3 separate regions of the Mus musculus genome follow, and regions 1 and 3 are each linked to region 2. The links are chromatin contacts, called in public HiChIP or PLAC-seq maps. All regions are on one chromosome and are shown on one strand. Each heading gives the region's core, a stretch centred on a gene start, on an enhancer-like site or on the middle of the called end of the contact. The rest is flanking DNA. Distances are from core to core; before and after follow the strand shown. Region 1 has its middle 270 kb from the start of n-TVcac5. Region 2 holds the start of Nxph1 (neurexophilin 1). Region 3 has its middle 210 kb from the start of n-TVcac5.

Region 1 (4,423 bases), core at 949-3,448, 890 kb before region 2:
AATATTACACATCAGAATAAAATTCTTAGTGGATTCTGTGAAATCACTAAGGAGAAAAATAACAAGGCATATCTGGAAGTAAGCCCTGAGAACCCCTTATTTCTTCTAAAGAGTTTAAGCTATATACCTTCAAATTTACTACGTATTATTCTCCTCTGGGGTACATAATATGTGCAAGAACTTCAGCAGAAGGTCTGTGCATGGAGTGGGAAGAGCAATCTCCATTAATATTCAATGTTTCACTTAATATATTATCTTCAACAAAGAACAGATCTTATATTAAACTATTAAAAACAAATGGTATACTTGTTCTTATCAAAAAGGCCAAGAAGTAACAATATTATCCAATTTGAAGGAAATTATTATTTATTGAGCCAGGGATAACACCCTTTAAAATCAGATTTCTTGGAATCACCATTGGGAAATACATATTAACAACTAAGATAAATATATATATCTTTTCTTTCTCTTGGTAGTTAATGTGCCCACTAAATAATACATGTTTATATGTCTCTCCATCTTTTCTGTCAACAACATTCCTTTAGAAGTTGCATCAGTAAATTTCTTTTAGCGGTTTTATTTACAGGTACCCTGTGCTGTTTCTCACGTATCTCTTTCACTTTCTCACCACTTCCCTGGTATCCTTCTTCCTTCTCTTTCTCATACTTTGTCTTTATTTCATCTCTCTGACTTCCTTCCTACCTCTCTTCTTCCCTCTGTTTATTACTTAAGGTCTGCATTCCTTCTTTCCTTTTCTCCCTTTCTTCCTTATGTATTTTAAAAATATAACTACAAAGATTTTCTATTTTCATCTTTGTTTTAGGTTTCAGCCTTAGCCATGGTCACTAATCTAAGAGAAGCGTCCTTATGAAGATTTGTTCTGACAGCAATCATGAGATGGTGTAATTTATTTCACTTCATTTTAAACCAATATAAGGAACAAAAGTGATAAACATTAAAGATCACCTTTAAAAGGTAACACATAATTAGAATATTAACATTTCACAATGATTTTTTCTATTTATGTTCAAAAAATAGATGCATAGATTTTATTTTATTTTATTTTTGGTAAATGTCAACATTGTGAAACTTGCCATTTATCAACCGGGAAAGGTAAGGGACTTGCTCTCTGGGCTTTTGGCTTTGCTTTTTATAGTTCTTCCAGTGACTCCCTTGTGACCTTCAACAAATGGAGCTCAGTTGAGCTGACTGTAAAGGAGGATAGACATAGTGACCTGTCTTCCAGTGGTGTTATAAGACTCAATAAATCAGAGCCTACAAAGTTCTTTAAGGTTCTCAGATGAATTGTGCTGTATAAGGGTAAAATGTCAAAGTAGAAAAACTGCTTGTACCTTTTATGCGTCAGTTATTACGAAATGGCACTACAAAATAGGATCCCTGTGCACCTTCATAAAATCTGTCTCATTTTCTGACAGAGCATTTAGCTCAGGTACTCTGAAAAAATGTTTAATAGATTGTTTTAACCTCGGAAAACTACATTTACTTAATATATTCAATAAAAGTACACTGTCCTGTTACTTCTGATAACTAGCATAAATAAAACCCTTTTTAAAAAAATCATGGATTAATCTGTGTGTTTTATGTATTTGTGTGTTATAGTGCCTTTGCGTACTGCCCAGAGGTGATTTGGAGTTGATTAACAGCTATACTATCTTTGCCAACTTAATACATAAGGAAGTTGGTGATATATTTCAAATCATCTATATTCAGAGTTGAAAATTAATTTTGTGTTGAATTTTTTTAAGCATCGACTGATTAAACTTAAGCAGCTAAAACATCTTAGGTATTTAACTTCAATGTTGTGTCCTCCCCTATCAGAACAAAATTGGGCATTTTCCTATACACAATAGAGGAAAAAAAGCAATTAGTATCAATCAGTGACTAAGCAACAGATTGGAATATTTAGAAAGACTCATTCATACACAGATTTGCAGCAGTGTTCAGCTCCTCTGATTAGATTCCATAGATTTTAAATTGTAGCTAATTAGGCTGTCATAGGTTCATTAATGGCTCTACTGATTCAGCACTCCCTCACCTGCATGCATATCAAAGCTCATTAGCGCCCTTGTCTAAAATACCACCTGCATTAATTACTGCCGGTGCACCAGGCCTCTTCAGAAAGGCTCTTCTGACAATGATTCTACCTGCTTGTAGTGCCCCTTGCCCCTGCAAGCTCTTCAGGAGAGCTCCCACATAAAGTTCACGGTGCTGCACACGTGGAGAGACTGCAGCTGCTGTAAGGGCAGCCAAGCCTGTTTCATGCTTAACAGCAGGATATAAATAATTAGTGATGCCTGTACTGTAGGCCTTGACACAAGGCAGCCACAGCCCATTTAAACCTTTCTTAAACCATTCCTCCCTACAAAATACAACCCGTCATCTCTCATCTCTCATCTCTCATCTCTCATCTCTCTCTCTCCCTCTCTCTCTCTCTCTCTCTCTCTCTCTCTCTCTCTCTCTCTCTCTCTCTCTCTCTCTCTCTCTCCCGTCTCGATTCTTGATTCTTGATTCTTGATTCTTGATTCTTTGAGCAGATTCAACAAAATGCTCAGGCTGAGTCAGAGGAAGAACCCTAACTGTTTTTTGAGTTCATGAGGTTGTTTGAGATGCACGCCCCGGAAGGACTATTGAAGGAATCTCAGTTCCCAGGTACTTGAAAAAAACCAATCTGCACTTAGATAACAGTCATGTCATCTCTAAACACAAAATAATTTTTATTTTCATTTCTTTATTCTTCTTTATTTATTTCCTCAAGAAACTTTTATTCCCTGTAGTAAGAGGTGCTGAATTCAATCCCCAACAGAATCTCCTTAACTATTTAACTACTCAGTGTTGAGAAAGTTCTAGAAGTTTTAATCATTAGTTGGCACACATGATAATGGCTTGAAAGATGGCTAATGATAAAACTAATTCTTATTTTCTGATTATTTCTCCTTACTGCTAAGTACTTGAAAAGTAGCTGCTAACTCTGCGACACGACATCAGGGAGTATTCATGTACATCCAAATTTATTATCATGATGAATTTATTCTTATAAGCCTAAGGATAAACAGCCAATTTCAAATTAAGATTTTTATGTAATTGCATACGAATATATATCATTATCTCTATTAATATTATATCTAGTACAGTTAATACATTTTTCTACTTAATTTATAATTTTAACTAAATGAATAATCAATACCATATATCAAATGTACATATATATCTATATACTTATATACTTATATATACATATACATACACACACACATATATATATACACACACATATATATATATGAACAATTCTCCATACACACACACACACACACACACACACACACACACATATATATATATATATATATATTATTACTTTTTTTGAAGTGATCTCATCTCACTATGTAGCACTCGCTTGTCCCAAACTCACTGGCTTAGAACTCATAGATGCCCACTACCCACCTATCTGTTTCCTAACTACCAGAATTAAATATGTTCACCACCAAGCTCAGTTTATGATTGCATTTTTAATGACCAGAATTTAAGAGGATTCATCCATGAAAAATGAAAATTCAAGCCGGGCATGGTGGTGCACACCTTTAATCCCAGCACTTGGGAGTCAGAGGCAGGCAGATTTCTGAGTTCGAGTCCAGCCTGATCTACAGAGGTAGTTCCAGGACAGCCAGGGCTATACAGAGAAACCCTGTCTCGAAAAAACAAAAATAAATAAATGGAAAAAAATGAAAATCCATTATGAGGAAGAAAAGAGAAGTATATAAATAAAATGTGTACTAGGCTGTAAAAATATAAATGAGTTACATTTGTCTTACCACTTTCCTTCCTTTCAGTATTTAAAAATAAAATGATCTTAATTAAGATGTGTAAATATAGCATGAAGCATATGAAGTCACATGGGACAAAGTTGCTTTAAAACATTCTCATCACATTTATCTTATATTCTTTTATATAAAATTTATCTGGTAGTACACATTTATGGATAAAGTGCTAATATAATTTAGTAGCCATCAATAATCTCAATTATCTTAGTGAATGTCTCTTGTTTGCTGTGCTTGTCATGTTTAGCTATTTACCTAAGCAAGTAAACAAAAGTTACTGGTATGAAAGAGGAGAAAAGACTCTTATTAATGTTATAATTGCAAATAAATAAATCCTGCTTCCAGATCTTACTCATAGCCTACTCCAGGGTATATATAAGGGGGGGTATATATGATCAGGTATTGGGGGCTGGAAGACAAGACTGAAGCCCTGAGGCTTAGGAGAAAGAATGGAAATAGGCAACCTCAGGAGGCAGGAAGTGTGTGGGGGGGGACCCTCTAGAATGTACCAGAGACCTGGGAGGTGAAAGAATCTCAGGACTCAAAGGGAGGGACCTTAGATGAAATGCTGTACAGTGGGGAGA
Region 2 (4,529 bases), core at 1,319-3,818:
TGGAATTTTCCTGGCAAATAGCTATGGGGTTGCAATCCCTGAAAGATCGTCTTGGGCCACAGCCACCAGTCTTTTGTTTTTGTGGTGTGTGTGGTTTCTAATCCCCGACACACAAAACAACTTTAGATTGGAGAGAAAAGAATGGACTTCTAAATCGCCTTCTCTTTTTTATTGTTCACATTTCGTATTGTTTTGAGTGAAATTGGAAAAATTGTCTCCTTTCTCTGTATTGCCAAAAGGCATTCAGGTAATGAAGTCTGTAACTAAACGGTAATTGAATCAGCATAATTTGCACACTGAATGGTTTTCAAATGCTCCCAGTTTACAATTAAAGGAGAATTAATGCGCTTGTTGTTGAGAATGCCGGCGCATTAGAATAAATCCAGCACTGTTGTTGTAATGAGTGGAAAACGGTTTAACTGCCAACAAACACATTTAAAATTTAACACAACGTATTGATTTCACTTCTGCTTTTGATAGATTATTTTCCAGACTATCGAAATACTCGCTTCAAGCAATAAACTGGACCATAGCTGAGAGCCCTGGCCTTGGGTGTGTGAGCACAGCCCAAGGACATAAGACAGTCCAGAGGTTCTAATCATAAGGTGTGCGGGAGAGGAGGGGCACGGTTGTTGTACCGATCAAGGGAATCAAAGGTGTTCCTCCCCTAAGACTTTCACTTTTTTCACTTTTCACTCCCTCCCACCTTACCCAATTTTAAAAATAAAAAATAAATTAAAAAGGCTTTGTTTTCTTTGATGGAACTTTCTGCCCTCCAACTCCGGGTCTTCAATGTCAGTGGGCTTACGGGACACAGGTGAGAGCGATAATGACCGAAGGTGGGCAATAGGAAGGACACCTTTTGCATTCGTCTGCATTCTAGCGGGGAAAGCACGGACCGGCGACAGTCTGAAAAGCTGTCTTTTGGATTGGCTGCCCTGGCTTTCACCTGTTTACCCCCAAGGTGTCCTGTGGGCGAGGACATTGATGCACAGCGCCCTCTGGCGTCTGCTTCTGCTACAGTCAGGCGATAAAGGTGCAAAGACTGGCAACGCTGAGGGTTCTTGAGATGCAGCCGGAAGCCGGAACCGGGTAAATACACGTACTCACACGCGCGCGCATATGTACCGGATTCACAGAACTCTCAGCCCCGCGATCGCAGGCGCCAGAGCTAAGACCGAAAAACACGGCCACTTGCAGGGATAGCACAGTATCCGGGCTGGTGGATTCTGAAGCTCTTGGGAATGAAAGACACTAACACCACTCTTAGTCCCATTTATCCAGCCGGTTTAGAAAACTCCAGCTGCTACCGCAGCGCCTGCGCTCCTCGCCCCTCCACAGAACACCTTGAGTTTTCGGTGCACTCCCGTGGCCCGGAATCTGCTGTGGAGTTCAGAACACTAGGCTCAACCTCGCCGGCAGAACGCGAGTGTCCCTGGCCCTCTGAGAAATCAAACGCGGAGAAAATATCACACTCTCCTAGGCTCGCGGTGATGCCCACAACTCCCTAGCCACACAGAGCGATTCTCCCCGCGTCGGTTCTAAGATTGTGTCAAGTCCAAACCTCCGAAAACTGATTCTGGAGGAACCTGGACAGGACAAGATTCTCTCCCTAGTGACAAGGCTTGCCATTCCCTAAAAAGAAACCCCTCACTGAAACTATGCTTCTGTTATTTAATGGCAACTGGACCTTGGAAGGCGAGAGAGGGTTATGTTTGCAGGTGTATCTCTGACCTAACTGCCTGGTCGTTTGCTATGTGTCTGGCGGATAAACTTACACCAGCTGCACCCCTGTAAGTCTCAGGGAGTTACCTGCACTTTCTTGATGTGCCACAAACCCAAATTGGGGGCGCTGGGGCAGTGGGGCAGTGAGTAGATTCCTGTTCGGCTCTTCAAGCCCACCTCCACCCCCTTTCATTTAAACTAGGTGGGGGAAGAAGTGCTGCTAAGAGTTTCATGATTCCCAATACCTTTCTTCTCCCCTTCCTCCCAAGGCATCCTCGCCTACTACCTCCTGGTTTCTGGACCTGTAAGGTCCTGTTAAGAATCATGATCCGGGAGACGGAAAATAGAGCAAAAAATGAGGATGAGAGCCTGAAAAACTCTCGCAGGAATCCAAACCAAAGCTTCCCAAAGTTCTTCCACTCTCTGGGAACACTCAGCTCTCACTGAACTGGCGGCCTCGCCCTCCCGCACCCCCCCCCCTCTCACCCCAGTTGCTTGGCCTCCAGGCTAGGGAGGTATCTCAAAGATGCCGGACCGGACCGATCGCCACTTACCAAGTAGACGGTGGGCTGCAGGAGGAGAAGAACGTACCAGCACGCAGCCTGCATCCTCCCTCCTCTCAAACTTCCTTGGCGGTGCCTTGGCTGAGTCTTTGTTCCTTCAAAAACATAGATCCACCTGACATCCACTTTACAGAGCAGGGAGCGCTCTCAGCAGCCTAGATACAAATGAAATTAGACATCCCATGACCACGCGGACAAGGCTGACGATCAAGCGAGGGGAAAGGGGCTCTTGGTGTGGAGTGATGGAGTCAAAAAGCTTGGAAGGGGGACGCAAAGATTGGAAAAGCGAGCCAATCCAGCTCCAGGAACAAGCGAGTGCGGTCCGCAGGCGGGCGGGCGAGCGAGCGGGCGGGCTTGAGCGGTGGCAGGGGGTTCCCAGAGCCCGGCGCGTCTCGGAAGCCAGCGCCCGAACGGCGGAGGCCAGAAGGGGTTAGGCACAGAGAGAGCAGCTCACAGGCTGGTTAGGAGGCCAACTGTCTCTGGCAGCCAGACCTGCCCTAGTGTTTGAAGGCGGGAGGCTGGGACTAAAGGCGGCGGCTGGTTCTTCGCCAGCCCTGGCAGGGTTCACACACGTACACAGCAGCAGAGAGAGATAGCAAAAGCAAGCGAGCAAGAGACTGAGAGAGGGGGGTGCGGGCAGGGCAAGGGTAGGTAGAACTGACCCGGATTAGGTACCCGTGAAATGGGGGTGGGGAGGGGGGTGCAATTTGCATATAGGAAAGCGGGGCTCAGTTTACCCATTTGAACCTCCTGAAATACAGATAGACACCCACAATCACATCCCTAGCACTACTTTTTTGAACGAAGGGGCACAGCCAGTTGCTAACTTCTACAGTAGAAACCTGTCTGGGACTCTGAGGGTCACCTATTAGACATGCCTTATGCCCAAGAAGAGTTTCACCCCGCTGTCCCTTCCTGGTGATGACCACCACCCTGCCCCAACGTGTCCCTGCCAAGAACGGTGGAGGCGACCGGTACATACCGCACAGGACTGGAGGCAAATGCAGCGAGCAAGAACCGCTCTGAACAGGCTCCATGGAGGAGCTACTACGGCCTGGAGTCTCCAGCGCCCGGGACGTGCCCTCCCCGGAGCTCCGTCTCCATGCTCGGGCGAGGACAGGTCCAGCTGCCTCGTCCAGCCTTGGCGGAGTCGTTGTCCCAGTGCCCGGGTCGCGATCCGGATTGGTCCGCGGGAGCCTAGGCTTGGCACAGTTGAATTCCCGGTGCAGGAAACTTAAGAGGCAAGAGAAGGAGGGGCAGGTAGAGAAGACGACGGAGGAAGGAAGAAAGGGAGGGAGAGAGACGAATGCGCCCGGTTGCTGCACCCGACCGACCCGGACTGCCTGTGTTGGCACTGACACCAGCAGCCTAGGACTCCCGGATTTCCGCGGTTGCCAGAGGATAGAGAATGACTTAAGGGGAGGAGACTGGGCAAGTCCTCCGGACTTGAACTTGAGCGATAAGACCCGAACCTTTCGGAAGAAAAAGAAAGCCACACAACAGGCGCGATGAGTCCCAGTTTCAGAAGGGGTGTGGTGACGAAATTTTGGAAGCTGCAAGCACAGGAAGCAGCCCCAGCTTTACCAGCAAGGCTGGAAAGCCCCAAGGCGACTAAGGATTGGTGTCGCGGGCGCTGTCCGAGGTCCTGCCCGGCCACGGGGGGACGCTCCGCAGAGCGCGGTTTCAACTCCCCGCCGCGACTGAGCGGTTTTCTCTTCCCGGTCGCGGCTGGTCGAGCCTACAGCCGGGACACCAACAATTACATTGACACGTGGGTGAACGACTCCTCAAAGACTAATTAATACCGCGTGTAAATAGATTCCACTCTCAGGCTCTCTGCGGGCCTCCTGGCCCTCAGGGAGGAATGAGCCCTGCTTGCGTCTCTGGTGGCCAAAGCACCCCCTGGGGGGGGAGGGGGTCGTTGGGAGGAAAGCGACCGCCAGGGGAGTGGCGAGAAGTGAGGCAGGGAGGTGCACAGGGCAACGGTGGGTGCTGGAGAGAGTAGGGTGCTCCAGTTGGCTTCGGGAGGGGCGCTGCTGCCGGGAACTGTAAACCTGTGGCTGCGGTGGCCAGAGGCGGGGATGCTGCGGACTGCCAGCCATTCAGCGAGCGAGGCAGCAGAGAGGACTGTGCGACCTTGGACTCTGGACTCTTCTCCAAGGGCTGGGCAAAACAAGAAAGGGGGATAAAATTTTCTATCTGTGTTCTATCTCTCCCTCTCTCATCTTTCTCTCTTGCTCT
Region 3 (4,129 bases), core at 381-2,880, 940 kb before region 2:
AAGTGAGTTCTGTCACATCTTCCCAGTGTGGCCCGGGCAGCAGGCGCTGCATTCCCCTGCCTCCTCAGGCAGCCACACACCCATTCTCATCCTCCTCACGTTCACCTCTGGACTGTCATGAGCACGTGAGGCAGAGTGAGGCAGAGCAAGGTGGAGCAAGATGCTCACCACTGTGGTGCTGAGGGGCGAGCCTGGCCCCCCACTCCCGTGCATCCCCTGACAGCAGGACTGCTGCAGGCTGCCAGTGCTCGCAGTGAGGCCCCAGTGCACCCGACTGAGGTTCTCTTCACCATAGAGAAGAGGCAGAGAATTTTCTTAGAGGCTGGGAAGAACTTACCAGGTGTGGATGGGAGGCCCTCTCAGCTGCCTATTGACATGGACACTGGGTTCATGGAAGGTAGGGAGCACCTGAAAGTCTATCGCTGGTCTCCGTGGGGTTGGGAAGTGCTCCACCAATCTGACCAAGGTAAAAGGATGTTACATAAGATAGAACAGTTGCAGGACAAGTTGGTAAGAGATTCATGCAGGTTGATAAGAAAGTACAGAGGAGGAGAAACGAAGGAAGAAAAGCACTGCTAAGAAGTGAGCTAAGACGTGAAGAAGAAAGATTCAACCCACAGAGAATCTAGGCAAGGAGATGTCGAGGGTAAGGAAGAGCAAAGCTTCAGCAGACTCAGAAGTGGTGGATGACAGTGACAAATGGAAAGATTAACAATGAGGAAAGGTGGAAATAGTGATGAAGGAGATTAGACAGAATTATGAGATGGGTGAGGCAGACAAGAGGAAGGGTTGCTATACAGAAATAGGAAGCATTATGGGCAGAAGGACAAAGCACAAGTGGGGAGACACAAAGACAGGCTGACAAAGACAGAGACCAGAGTCAGAATCAGATGTGCAGTGAGACAGAAGGATAAACTAGGGCAGAGGTGAACTATGCAGGGAGTATAGGTGACAGGATGGGGACATGATAGTTGAATAACATCCAAAGGAAGCAAAGACAAGGAGGAGGATCAAAGGGATGGAGAGAGAGAGACAGAGAGAGAGAGAGAGAGAGAGAGAGAGAGAGAGAGAGAACATTGTCTGATATCTCCATTACCGTCAGGAAAACAGGAGCAAAGAGAGGTAAAGAACAAAGACTAGAGCCTGGCAAGGTGGCACATGCTGATATGCTAGCACTTGAGAATAATAAACAGAAGGAACAGGAAGCCAGGTAATTAAAAAGGGATACGAGAGAAGAGAAAACTTGCATAAAACACTGCCCAGAGTAGTCGAGGAAACTAAGGAGCCTAGTGAGACATTACTGGGCAACTGCAGAGAGCCTTTGGCTAAAGATCAATGTGTTTATTGTAAAGAAAAAAGGGCACTGGGTGAGAGACTCCCCCAAGAAGAAAAAGAGGGGCAATGATGGCTCACTGAAGCTAGAAAAGAGACTGTTTCATATTCCCTCACGGACCAGCTCAAGACAAGTTAGAGAGTTCCTGGGCACTGCAGGCTTTTGTAGATTGTGGATTCCTGGTTTTGCTAAATTAGTGGCCCCAATTTACCCACTCACAAGAGATAAACAGCCCTTTGTATGGGGAAATAAAGAACAACAAGCCTTCGATGTCATTAAGACCGCTCCAGCTTTGGGCCTCCCAGATGTGACTAAGTCCTTTTAGAGGTCGAATGGAAATTACATTGTGTGTACAGATGGCAGAACTCAGGACAGATAGAAAGAATGAATAGAACCCTAAAAAAGACCTTGACAAAATTAACCATGGAGACTGGCACAGACTGGATGGTGATTTCCCCCTTACCCTGTTTAGAACCAGAAATACTCCTTCTCAATTCAGGCTTACATTTTTGAGATCCTTTATGGGATTCCCATGTCCCTTGCTGTCTTAAATGATGTGATTGAACCCACATGTTGTTGTAATAATGATTTGTATGCTAGGTTAAGAGCCTTGCAGGTGGTGTAGAAGGAAGACTGGTCACAACTGGCTGCAGCGAATGAGACAGGTACCCCAAAGATATCTCACTAGTTCCAGTCAGAGATCAGATCTACATGTACCACCATCATACCCAGACCCTTGAGCCTTGCTGGAAGGGTCCCTACCTAGTCCTGCTTACTACACCTTCTTATCCTGTTTCTGCTCTTAAACTTTCACCCATGCATCCTTAAATGCTTACTAGCTTTTATTCAAAAACACATGAGTATACTACAAATTTTGATGCTCAGACAAAAATATCAACAGCTGGAAAATAAAAGTGAGACATCATTTCAGGATTGAAATGAAAGAGAAAAAGGTGGAAATGTAGAGTACAAAATAAATTCAAGACCACTAAGCCCCTTTCCCCTTTGAAGGGATTTCCAAACTATGCTAGCAGGCCAAGTGAAGATCCAGATAAGGAAGCTGGCCCACTAAACAATGCTAAGAAAAAACCCAAAAAATCAAAACAATCAACCAAACAAACAACCAAACAAACAAACAAACAAAAACCATAAGGGTAGGCAGAGTGAGGGACTAGGCCAAAGTCACACTATGCAAACCAACCAATGCCTGAAAAGGTTACTTGCTATGCCAATTAGAACAAGCCATCTAGCCTTGTTGCCTAAATCGGCCCCTTGCAAGATATAAAAAGTGTGTTCTTTGTTCAGGTATCTCCTCTTGCCTGCGTGCTGAGGGCGGTCCCCAACACATTGGACCAATAAAACAACCTCTTGTGGTTTGCAGTAATGTCAGTCTCTGTGGTCTTTGTGAGTGAGGGTCTAGAAACTTAGAATACCCAAGATACTATTTGCAAAACATATGAAACACAATAAGGAAGACCAAAGTGTGGATACTTAGCTCCTTCATAGAATGGAGGACAAAATACTCATGGAAGTAGTTACAGAGACAAAATTCAGAGTTGTGAAAGAAGGTAGGACCATCCAGAGACTACCCCACCCAGGGATCCATCCCATAAATAACAACCAATCCCAGACACTATTGCATATGCTAGTGCTGGAGTCTGCGAAAAGACCCTCATATTAGTGGATTTAAGATAGGTAAAGATCCTTTTCCAATCTGTTGGTGGCCTTTGTGTCTTATTGACAGTGTCTTTTGCTTTACAGAAGCTTTGCAATTTTATGAGGTCCCATTTGTTGATTCTTGATCTTACAACGCAAGCCATTCCTGTTCTGTTTAGGAATCCCCCCCCCCCCTCGTGCCCATATCTTTGAGGCTTTTCCCTAGTTCCTCCTTTATAAGTTTCAGTGTCTCTGGTTTTATATGAAGTCCCTTGATCCACTTAGACTTGAGCTTTGAACAAGGAGATAGGAATGGATCAATTCACATTTTGCCAAATGATAACTGCCAGTAGAACTAGCATTATTGGTTGAAAATGCTTTGTTTTTTCCACTGGATGATTTTAGCTACCTTGTCAAAGGCCAAGTGACCATAGATGTATGGGTTCATTTCTGGGTCTTCAACTCTATTCCATTGATCTACCTGTCTGTCACTGTACAAGTACCATGCAGATTTTATTACAATTTTTCTGTAGTACAGCTTGAGGTCAGGCATGGTGATTCCACCAGAGGTTCTTTAATTGTTGAGAATAGATTTTGCTATCCTAGGTTTCTTGTTATTCCAGATGAATTTGCAAATTTACCTTTCTAACTTGGTGAAGAATTGAGTTGGAATTTTGATGTGGATTTCATTGAATCTGTAAATTTCTTTTGGCAAGATAGATATACTTACTATATTAATCCTGAAAATCCATGAGCATAGGAGATCTTTCCATCTTCTGAGACCTTCTATTACTTTCTAAAGAGACTTGAAGTTTTATCATACAGATCCTTCAATACCTTAGTAGTAGTCACACCAAGGTATTTTATATCATTTGTAACAATTGACAAGGGTGTTGCTCCCCTAATTTCTTTCTCAGACTGTTTATCCTTTATGTACAGAAAGACAACTTATTTGTTTGAGATAGTTTTATATCAAGCTACTCCACTGAAGGTGTTTATCAGGTTTAGGAGTTCTCTGGTGGAATTTTCATGGTCATTTATATATACAATCATATCATCTGCAAATAGTGTTATTTCGACTCTTTTCTTTCCAATTTGTATCCCCTGGTTCTCCTTTTGTTGTTTAATTACACTGGCTAG

Evidence for each region. HiChIP or PLAC-seq counts read pairs in DNA pulled down with a chosen protein or histone mark.
Region 1: a contact with region 2 is called in an H3K4me3 HiChIP or PLAC-seq map of embryonic basal ganglia, with 6 times the contacts expected there. The contact joins the enhancer-like site here to the promoter of Nxph1 in region 2. A contact is called at or near these places in 7 of 39 promoter capture datasets (embryonic stem cells, frontonasal cranial neural crest, hippocampal neurons and 3 more), 2 of 484 Hi-C or Micro-C datasets (both in cortical neurons), 8 of 115 datasets of contacts at active chromatin or transcription factors (SST interneurons, astrocytes, embryonic basal ganglia and 5 more) and 1 of 9 other capture datasets (embryonic stem cells).
Region 3: a contact with region 2 is called in an H3K27ac HiChIP or PLAC-seq map of oligodendrocyte precursor cells, with 7 times the contacts expected there. The contact joins the enhancer-like site here to the promoter of Nxph1 in region 2. A contact is called at or near these places in 5 of 39 promoter capture datasets (the 3T3-L1 cell line, embryonic stem cells, liver and 1 more) and 3 of 115 datasets of contacts at active chromatin or transcription factors (embryonic forebrain, embryonic hindbrain and oligodendrocyte precursor cells).

Annotation. Positions count from the first base shown.
Region 1 is chr6:9,832,911-9,837,333 of GRCm38.p6, reverse strand. No RefSeq gene overlaps it. Among named protein-coding and RNA genes, the nearest start is that of n-TVcac5, 270 kb to the left of the region's middle. Within about 2 kb of position 2,198, at least 11 of the 459 cell types and tissues checked have an H3K27ac peak or open chromatin away from gene starts, as enhancers often do. A contact at or near this core is called in SST interneurons and embryonic basal ganglia, where this site is marked.
Region 2 is chr6:8,948,058-8,952,586 of GRCm38.p6, reverse strand. Nxph1 (neurexophilin 1) reads right to left here and starts at 2,568. Exons shown (of 2, transcript NM_008751.5): 1 at 2,280-2,568. The coding sequence starts at 2,333.
Region 3 is chr6:9,884,227-9,888,355 of GRCm38.p6, reverse strand. No RefSeq gene overlaps it. Among named protein-coding and RNA genes, the nearest start is that of n-TVcac5, 210 kb to the left of the region's middle. Within about 2 kb of position 1,630, at least 4 of the 459 cell types and tissues checked have an H3K27ac peak or open chromatin away from gene starts, as enhancers often do. A contact at or near this core is called in oligodendrocyte precursor cells, where this site is marked.